Regions from separate parts of the Zea mays genome. Here region 1 is linked to region 2. The links are chromatin contacts, called in public Hi-C maps. All regions are on one chromosome and are shown on one strand. The core of a region is the stretch at or near the end of the contact, and the rest is flanking DNA. Distances in the headings are between cores, read along the strand shown.

Region 1 (4,858 bases), core at 1,641-4,140, 36 kb before region 2:
ATCGTGCCCTCCGGTACAAGTTTGTTGTTGCAGTTGTGGCAAGGATGCCGCCTTTTGTTACCACTTGCTTGCTACCATAGATAAACTGCAAGGCTTTTCCTCTTCCAATTGGATACTCACTGTGAAAAGAAAACTGTACTTAAGATCTATGACATAAGGAATCCGAAACCAACCAATGGTTTATTCACATGGACATCACATTGATTAGAGCTTTATATAAAAAAAAACCTTATGTTGCACACTGTGAGATGAAACCCTGCTCATTCACAAGTAGAAGGGATACTTGTGAAAAATGAAACATAATGATGATGCTTACCGGTTCCTAAATGCATATGAAGTCTGGAATATTTGAAGTGTGGTCTCAAGCAATTCATCAGTAAACGGCAAGAACTTAGGCCTTCCCTGCGTTGTACCAGAACTGCGTCCAAAGGAAGAAAAAAAACATCAAGTTACAAAACACCGACATCCACACACTAATATAAACGATAAGACGACACATTTTTCAAGCAGTGTAATTACCTGAGGGAAAGGGAGGTGACGGGCTTCCCAGTGAGGAGTGGGGAGCTATCACCATCAGCAATCTTATGGATGTATGGCTCAAGATCACTGTGCACACACAGCGGGATGCAGGATTTGTAGCTCTCTACATCAGTCCTGCCATTGAGGCCGAACTTGTTCAGATATTCAGCATCAGCATTCAACTCGAGGATCTTTTTCAGTGTATCCTTCTGTACACGCCCAGCATCGCGTGTTAACATCTCGAACTCATGGATAGTTTCTTCACAGCTACAGATCGGCATCTTTACTGGCAGAATCTTGGATTTATCACCTGATTTGTAAGTTGGATGGCAAAGAACGAATCAAAGTTTGTAAGATGGACCACAACAATTTGTACATGAAAGCAAGCAAGATTTTGGGATATTTTTATTTAAATGCATAGCACCCAAGGCATTTCTGCTGCGAATACATGGAAGTTAGAAGATAGAATGGAAGACAACATACTACAGTTGCAACCACTAACCGTGCTGAAAACCAAATAAAGTAAAGGTATAGTTAGGCTTTACTTTCCGACACAGCCTAATACTAATGTGATCCGTCAGAATCCAAATAAAGTAAAGGTATTTATTCATCGACCTTTTTACTAGATCGAGATTCGACTAGCACAAGAATCGCAACATGAGACAAACCTTTAAAAGCTGGATACATACTGATGAGAGGAGACGGAGAGCAGCTTGCTGGTTATCCAGGCTATATGATTCCGGTGGGTGCCAGTTTGACAATACAATTATACGAAGGATAAAGCGATATCCTAAAGAAACAGACATGAAGATAGCAACAAAGGCAGATGATGAGTGGAAATTTTGCAAGCTTTAAAGTTCACAACAGCAAACTTTTTTTCCGAGTAAGGGGCGAAATTGCCATAACGGCCAACCAACCACTCTCTCGGTGCTCGGACTAGCAATACAACCTACCACCAGTGCAGTGACCACTCTAGCACGGCCTGCCCTTTACACATCGGTCTTGTTGACATGATTTCTTTCGTGAAATACTTGGCCAACCATCCATAGGGATGGTTTTTTTGGTTTCCCAAAAAGAAGAAGGAAAAAAACATGCTGGTGGCTGTTGAGCTGGAATATTTAAGTAGGGTCCCTGAGGCACAAAGAAGAAGCCAAGAACATGGTGCTGTTGCTGGTGCTGCTGTGAAGAGAAGGGCGAGCAAGAGCCAGGAGATGCCCAGAAAGGCATGGGGAGGGGGCAGCCTTCCGGGCCGGGCCGAACAGGAACCCACCATGGACGGAGGAACGCGCAGAGTAATTGCCGCACGGCTCGCTGCACCTGGTACTAGCTAAAAACAGGTGCAAATCCACAGAGCTCACTGTGCAAGCATTGCCGCAGAGGGATAGAAACATGCGTGCTTCGCCTGTTGAGTCCAGGTGCGAGCTAGCGAGCGAACAATCTGTGGGAAGGCTGCTGTTTTCTTTATAACTGTTATTAAAAAAGGAACAATTGGATCTATACCATTAAAAGATTCAAACTTTAGATATATACCATGGACCCTACATGTCATTGTAATGGTATGGATCCAAAGTGGTGATCTTTTAATGGTATGGATCCAAATTTCCCTTAAAAAAAATAAAAGCTGCTCATGGAGGCAACAGCAACACGAAAGAGGCGAGGAGTAAAGAATATATGCGGTGAATTTGTGCCGGCAATCCGCCATGGGCGAATCAGCGCGCGAGTCAACCTGCGAGAGCAAAACGCATGAGCCCTTTTTAGTAGCTCGGTCACCAGAGATACTTGGAGGAAAACCTTTTTTAACCGCCAAGGGAATCGGCAGAAACCAAGCGGCTGAAAGGCTGGGCATCTGGTAGAATTCTAGAGGGGCCGGCCGATCCCCACCGCCGGCGTTTCTTGTTTGTGGCTTTCAAGAGAGAGAGAATCTCGATTTTTTTTAGCCGAAAAGAAAAGGTACGGAGAACATAGACAGTACCAGTAGCCTGTAGCATAGATTGAAATTGGGAGGGATGAGTTTCGGCGGGCGCCATGAGCAGCCCACAGGAAGAAGGGTTTGAATTTGATTGCGTACAGTCACCTCACAGCAGCGACGAAACAGAAGAAGCAGCCAGAAACGAGTGGGTCAGTCCTCGGAGGGGAGGGCTGCTTACCGAGAGCGGCGGCGGCGCGGTCAGACGGATCTGCACTCCGGGCACCGGCGGCAGAGGGGAGCGGGCGGCTGTGGCGCCGACGCCTGTGGCTCCGCGCGGGCGCCGGGCGGGCGAGGCGGCCCGGTGGCCGACGGGGGCGGAGGGGGAATGGGCAGGCGCGGCGCGAGCAGGGTTCGCCACGGGCGCGGCCTGGCTCATGGGACTGCGGAGGAGGCCGGGGCGGGTGCGGTGCGGCAGGCGACGGGCGGAGGAGGAGGATTATAAGGAGGAGATGAACGGAACGGAACGGAACGGAACAGCAGCACGGCGGGCGGTGCCGCGCCCGGGGGCGGGATTTCGGTACTTTTCCGGGGTGCCCGGTGCAAAAAAGGCCGAAATCAGAGCGGACGGAACGGGGACGATTTGACCGGGCGCTGGCAGGGTCCGACCATGACATGCACTGTGACGGCCATTCCTATAAAGTTCGCACTTCTCTCAATAATATATACTACACCTACACATCCCAGGAGTAGCACGGTCTAATTTCCCTGATGTCAGCATTTTTAATAGTGTTTCTAAAATTTTAAAAAATCTTACTTTTTAAGTTAATCCTTATCATTGCGTAACAAACCAACAATGCCAAAATACAACGGGTACCAAGAGAGTGTGGCCCATGCCGGCGATCACACTGGGCATAGCACGGATGAGACGTGATATTATGATCCAAGAGTTAATAGTATTATTGATAGAATAATCATATCAATAAGATACATCTTCTTTTTTCATAAGCTTATTTTGAAATCTAGTATAAGTATGTTTGGCCCAGAGCAATCTTTGTATGGGTGACCGACCAAGAAGTCTTATTGGGATCTTGGGTGCGCACACAAAAGACTCGTGCTGGTCTGTGGAGATAGGCTATGATCCTAGAGCCTGTCTAGTGTTAGTCTGTAGCGATATGCTATGATCCTAGAGGCTGTCAGGAGTAAGTACTATCGGTCCGAAAGTAGTCGAGGTGTTACATGATATCCACCACACGATATATCACTACCGGAATCCGAGTCTTTGTCGAGTGTTGGATTCTTTGCCGAGTGCCTTTTGTCGGGCACTCGGCAAAGCCTTCTTTGCCGAGAGCCGCCCTCGGTAAAGTCAGGCTCTCGGCACAGAGACTCTTTACCGAGTGTTGAACACTCGGCAGAGGACAGCGCTCGGCAAAGACGAGTTTGCCGAGTGTCAAACACTCGGCAAAGGGAGCTCTCGGCAAAAAGCCGTCAGCAGCCGTCCCAAAGCTGACGGCCGTTAGTATTTGCCGAGTGCCAACCGTCGGCTCTCGGCAAAGATGCTTCTTTGCCGAGTGCCACGCAGCTCGCACTCGGCAAAGTATATTTTTATTTTTTTGATTTTGTCTCCCAAACTTTTTGTGGTATGTTCCTACACTATGTAGACCTACATGTATCATTTGTGGACAATTATAACATAGTTTTCAATCGTTAGTAGATTTAGTTCGTTTTTTTGAAATTCTTCGGAAAATTCAAATTTGAACTGCAGGTCACTCGAAACTTGTAAAACCGTGCATGAAAAAATGATATTCATGTTACTTAGCATAAGTTATGACCGATTTCAGAAGCGTACCGAAAACTTCGAGCAACATGCTCACTAAACATGGCCGTCAACTTGGCATGCACATGTTTAAAAATTGTATAAAACACAAATAAAGTCAGAAAATCATGAAACTTGTCCACGTGTCATGATATCATATGTAGAGGCTGTGATAAAAAAATTTAGAATGTTTGGAGAAAGTTGTGAGACACTATGTGTAGAAACCTTCTAGATTCACATTGAAACTCTATGATTTCATGTGTAGTCCTCTTAGGTTTCTACACATAGTGTCTCACAACTTTCTCCAAACATTCTAAAATTTTTATCACAGCCTCTACATATGATATCATGACACGTGGACAAGTTTCATGATTTTTTGACTTTGTTTGTGTTTTATACAATTTTTAAACATGTGCATGCCAAGTTGACGGCCATGTTTAGTGAGCATGTTGCTCGAAGTTTCCGGTACACATCTGAAATCGGTCGTAACTTATGCTAAGTAACATGAATATCATTTTTTCATGCACGGTTTTCCAAGTTTCGAGTGACCTGCAGTTCAAATTTGAATTTTCCGAAGAATTTCAAAAAAACGAACTAAATCTACTAACGATTGAAAA
Region 2 (4,477 bases), core at 455-2,954:
GTGTTCTGCACTCAATGTTTGTTTTGTTTGGCGTTAACCACCAAGAAACTGCAACCGTCTTTTCAATATATAGCTGGTCAAAGCTGCTAGTATATATAGTATAGAGGGCTGTAAACATACTTAGGCCTAGTTTGGGTACTCTTGGATTGAAGTGGTTTAGAGGGATTGAAGAGTGTTTAAATCCCCAATAGATCAAAAACTCCCCTAATACATCTCAATCCACTTCAATCCGTCTCATTCCTAGAGTACCCAAACCAAGCCTTAATTATCTTTGATTACTGATTGGGGCTTCAGCCTTTTGCTGTATTGCGGTAGGAGAGTTGAAGCGCATGAATCACGTGCGTGCGCTGGTATTGCCACCTGTCACAAACGATTCCCTGCAGGTTCCGATAATGAAATGAAAGGATACAACTATATATACAGTGCCTACATACGCTGCGCTGATTAATTATTGAAACATCATGATGCCAACAATATTGTATGTAGGGCCTCATGTTCCGAATGAAAGATACGATCGAGTTGATATTCCTGATCATATGTATGTATACGAGAGATGAATAGGCGGGGACATGTGCAATAATTACTTTAGCATTTGCAGTCAGTAGTGCAAGGCTGAAGGCATAGGTAAATAGTAACGCAACACTCAGAAAAAGCTACCCGTAATTATTAACAATTGACCCTATTATATTGTTGACCACTTTGGCCAAGACAAGCCGTAATTACTAACAATTGACCACGCATTGTTGACCACTTTATTCCTACTGTTACTTATAATAACTGCAATATATGGGTTATATATAGCACCAACATCAATCAAAAGTAGCAAAGCAAAGCAGCAACATACAGCGCCAATAATACAATATAATAGATTAACATGTGCAGCTGGTGATATTTTAAACTCATATCATATTCATGCTACTTTTGATTACTGTCAGCAATCTCTAATCTCATCGGCATATCATGCATGATTGATGATGACTCTGGTCATATATTCAACAACTTTCACTTAGGGGGTGTTTGGTTACCCCAAACTAAAATTTAGCCCCTGTCCCATCGAATGATTGAACCTCCGTTCCGGGTATTAAATGTAGTCGGATTATAAAACTAATTTGTCAGCCGAAGATTAAAAGACGAGACGAATCTAGTCCAGTTGGTTGGGTCTATATTTCATACTCCTATTTAAAAGTCAAATGCTTGATGTGACCCGGGCTAAACTTTAGCAGGAGTAACCAAACACCCCCTTAGGGCTTGTTCGGTTATTCCCAATACACATGGATTGGATGGGATTGGAAAAAATTGTGAAGAAGTTTGAGCTGTTTGGGATTCAAACCCATCCAATCCCGCTCAATCCACATGGATTGAGAGCTAACCGAACAAGCCCTTACAAGGTACAGTACACATCCTGACCTGGTACCGGCCCTAGTAGCTGGCTGGCTAGCTAGACGACGAAGATGAGGGGGCGCGATGGGTAGGTGTCGTAATCACGCTAGCTGACTAGGAGTTATTAGTACGACAAGACACCAACCAGCCGCCGGATCAAGCCGAAAAAGCCAGACAGGGCATGACGATGTTGTAGCTAGCCCTGCCGCTTCTCGATCTCCAACGGAAACTCCGATGCCCGGCACGGCGGCTAGAGACTGATCCAATCCAACTGCACGGGGCGCAGCCGGACAGGACATCTATTTTGTCGTCGGTCCCGGTGGTGTGTTGCGGCCGCCGACGCGCTCTCTCACCAAAGAGCTCATGGGCTGCTATGCTAATACGTCCGTCCCGGCCTGCGTGCTAAAGCCCATCAAGCCCAATGCTGCTAGACCTCACCAAGGGCTTGATTTCTTAACATCAATCATATACTGGAATAAATTTGAAAAGCCGACCAGCCCTCTCTCGTACTTCCAACAGGTGTGCCCCATATATGTCAGATGCATAGATTGTTAGAATATTTGGCTTTTTTTAGTTGCATTTTAATCCCCCCAAAAAATGAAATACAGATATTCATGACAATATAAAACATAACTGTTGGGGACCATAATTAGGGGTACCCCCAAGACTTCTAATCTCAGCTGGTAACCCCCATCAGCGCAAAGCTGCAAAGGTCCTGATGGACGCGATTAAGGTCAAGGCTCAGTCCACTCAAGGGACACGTTCTCGCCTCGCCCGAGCCCAACCTCGGGCAAAGGCAGCCGACCCCGGAGGATTCACGTCTCGCCCGAGGGCCCCCTCAAGCGACAGACACACCTTCGGCTCGCCCGAGGCTCAGTCTTCGCAGAGAAGCAACCTTGTCCAGATCGCCACGCCAACCGACCGTATCGCAGGAGCATTTAATGCAAGGATCGCCTGACACCTTATCCTGACGCGCACTCTTCAGTCGACAGAGCCGAAGTGACCGCAGTCACTTCGCCGCTCCACGGACCGACCTGACAAGAAAACAGCGCCGCCTGCGCCGCTCCAACTGCTGTGCCACTCGACAGAGTGAGGCTGACAGCAGCTAAGTCCAGCCTCGGGCGCCATGGGAAGCTCCGCCTCGCCCGACCCCAGGGCTCGGACTCAACCTCGACCCCGGAAGACGGACTCAGCCTCGACCCCGGAAGACGGACTCCGCCTCGCCCGACCCCAGGGCTCGGACTCAGCCTCGGCCTCGGAAGACGGTCTCCGCCTCGCCCGACCCCAGGGCTCGGACTCAGCCTCGACATCGGAAGGCAAACTCCGCCTCGCCCGACCCCAGGGCTCGGACTCAGCCTCGACCTCGGAGGAGCCTCCGCCTCGCCCGACCTCGGGCTCGGACCCGCCACGTCACAAGGAAGGCCATCATTACCCTACCCCTAGCTAGCTCAGGCTACGGGGAACAAGATCGGTGTCCCATCTGGCTCGCCCCGGTAAACAAGTAATGATGGCGCCCCGCGTGCTCCATGACGACGGCGGCTCTCAGACCCTTACGGAAGCAAGGAGACGTTAGCAAGGATCCGACAACCCCGACAGCTGTCCTTCCACAGGACCCAAGCGCTCCTCCGATGGCCATGACATCACATGAACAGGGTGCCAAAACCTCTCCGACTGCCACGACGACATGTACTTAGGGCTCTAGCTCCTCTCTGCTAGACACGTTAGCACACTGCTACACCCCCCATTGTACACCTGGACCCTCTCCTTACTCCTATAAAAGGAAGGTCTAGGGCTCTCGTACGAGAAGGTTGGCCACGCGGGAGAACGGGCCGACGCAGAAGGCTCTCTCCCTCTCTCTCTCTCCCACGCGAACACTTGTAACCCCCTATTGCAAGCGCATCCATCCGCCCTGGGCGCAGGACAACACGAAGGCCGCGGTTTCCCCTTACTGTTCTCCCCCCTTTGTGTCCCGTCTCGCGCCGACCCATTTGGGCTGGGACACGCAGCGACAATTTACTCGTCGGTCCAGGGACCCCCGGGGTCGAAACGCCGACAGTTGGCGCACCAGGTAGGGGACTGCTGCGTGTTGACAAACAGCTTCCCGTCAAGCTTCAGATGGGTAGTCTCCAGCAACCTTTCCAACTCGGGACGATGCTCCGTTTCGGGAGTCTTGAGTTCATGTCCCTCGACGGCAGCTACGACATGATACTCCCTCCGCCGCGCGACAGCGACAATGGCGGCTGTCAGCCCGCCCGCCGGCGGCGGAATCAACAACGTCTTCCCCACATGGCGGAAGAACAACATCCGGGTTTGTCCAGTCACCTCCCCCACCGACGGAGAAGGAGGCGGGGCAACCATGGCCAAGCAGGAGGCAACACCTCGTCGGCTGTCAAGCAAGTCGACGACGCCGGCGCCCCAGTGGGGGACACGTCGGGCTTCGACCTTGCGTCTGAGACGAAGATGAGCGCCGTTTCCCCGCAACACGCCAACCCCAAGCAGACGAACGACGCCAGCATGCTCGCGAAGGACTTGCTAGGCGTCTCCCTCGTACGTGAGACAACGGTGCAGTCCGCCCCTGACGTGACTTCGTCACCGCCCGTCGACCAAGAGGTACCGACCGATTCCCATCTCGTGCCTTTTGGATTCAGCTTCGACCCACCAAGCGACCTCGCTTCGGTGGAAGCCTTCATAGAGGCATGTACCAACCCTCCGAGGTACCATATGCGGTCGCCCTGGGACAGACTGACGGCCGTCTCGACCTACGGACCCTCGGGTCCCGAGGAAGATGACGAGCCCGACTTTTGTTGGGATTTCTCCGGGCTCGGTAACTCCAGTGCCATGCGGGACTTCATGACCGCATGCGACTACTGCCTCTCCGATTGTTCCGATGGTAGCCGCAGCTTCGACGACGAGGACTGCGGGCCGAGTCGTGAATGTTTCCACGATCTAGGGGGTCCCGGCGAAGGCAACCATCTTGGTATGCCGGAGAGCGGCGATCCCCCTAGGCCTGCGCCTCGCGTTGACATCCTTCGGGAGCTAGCTGTGGTCCCAGTCCCTGCGGGGGGTCAGGACGCACAGCTCGAGCAAATCCGCGAGA

The links. A called contact is a pair of places that touch in the nucleus more often than the background predicts.
Region 1: a Hi-C map of endosperm shows a contact between it and region 2, with 6 times the contacts expected there. The contact joins the promoter of LOC100280367 here to the enhancer-like site in region 2. A contact is called at or near these places in 7 of 25 Hi-C or Micro-C datasets (ear, endosperm, leaf and 2 more) and 1 of 3 datasets of contacts at active chromatin or transcription factors (leaf).

Annotation. Positions count from the first base shown.
Region 1 is chr8:77,535,211-77,540,068 of Zm-B73-REFERENCE-NAM-5.0, reverse strand. It overlaps LOC100280367, which reads right to left and starts at 2,890. Exons shown (of 5, transcript NM_001361064.1): 1 at 2,667-2,890; 2 at 520-829; 3 at 317-418; 4 at 1-119. The coding sequence starts at 800.
Region 2 is chr8:77,498,433-77,502,909 of Zm-B73-REFERENCE-NAM-5.0, reverse strand. No RefSeq gene overlaps it. Among protein-coding and RNA genes, the nearest start is that of LOC100280367, 37 kb to the left of the region's middle. Within about 2 kb of position 1,704, at least 18 of the 20 cell types and tissues checked have an H3K27ac peak or open chromatin away from gene starts, as enhancers often do. A contact at or near this core is called in ear, endosperm, leaf and 2 more, where this site is marked.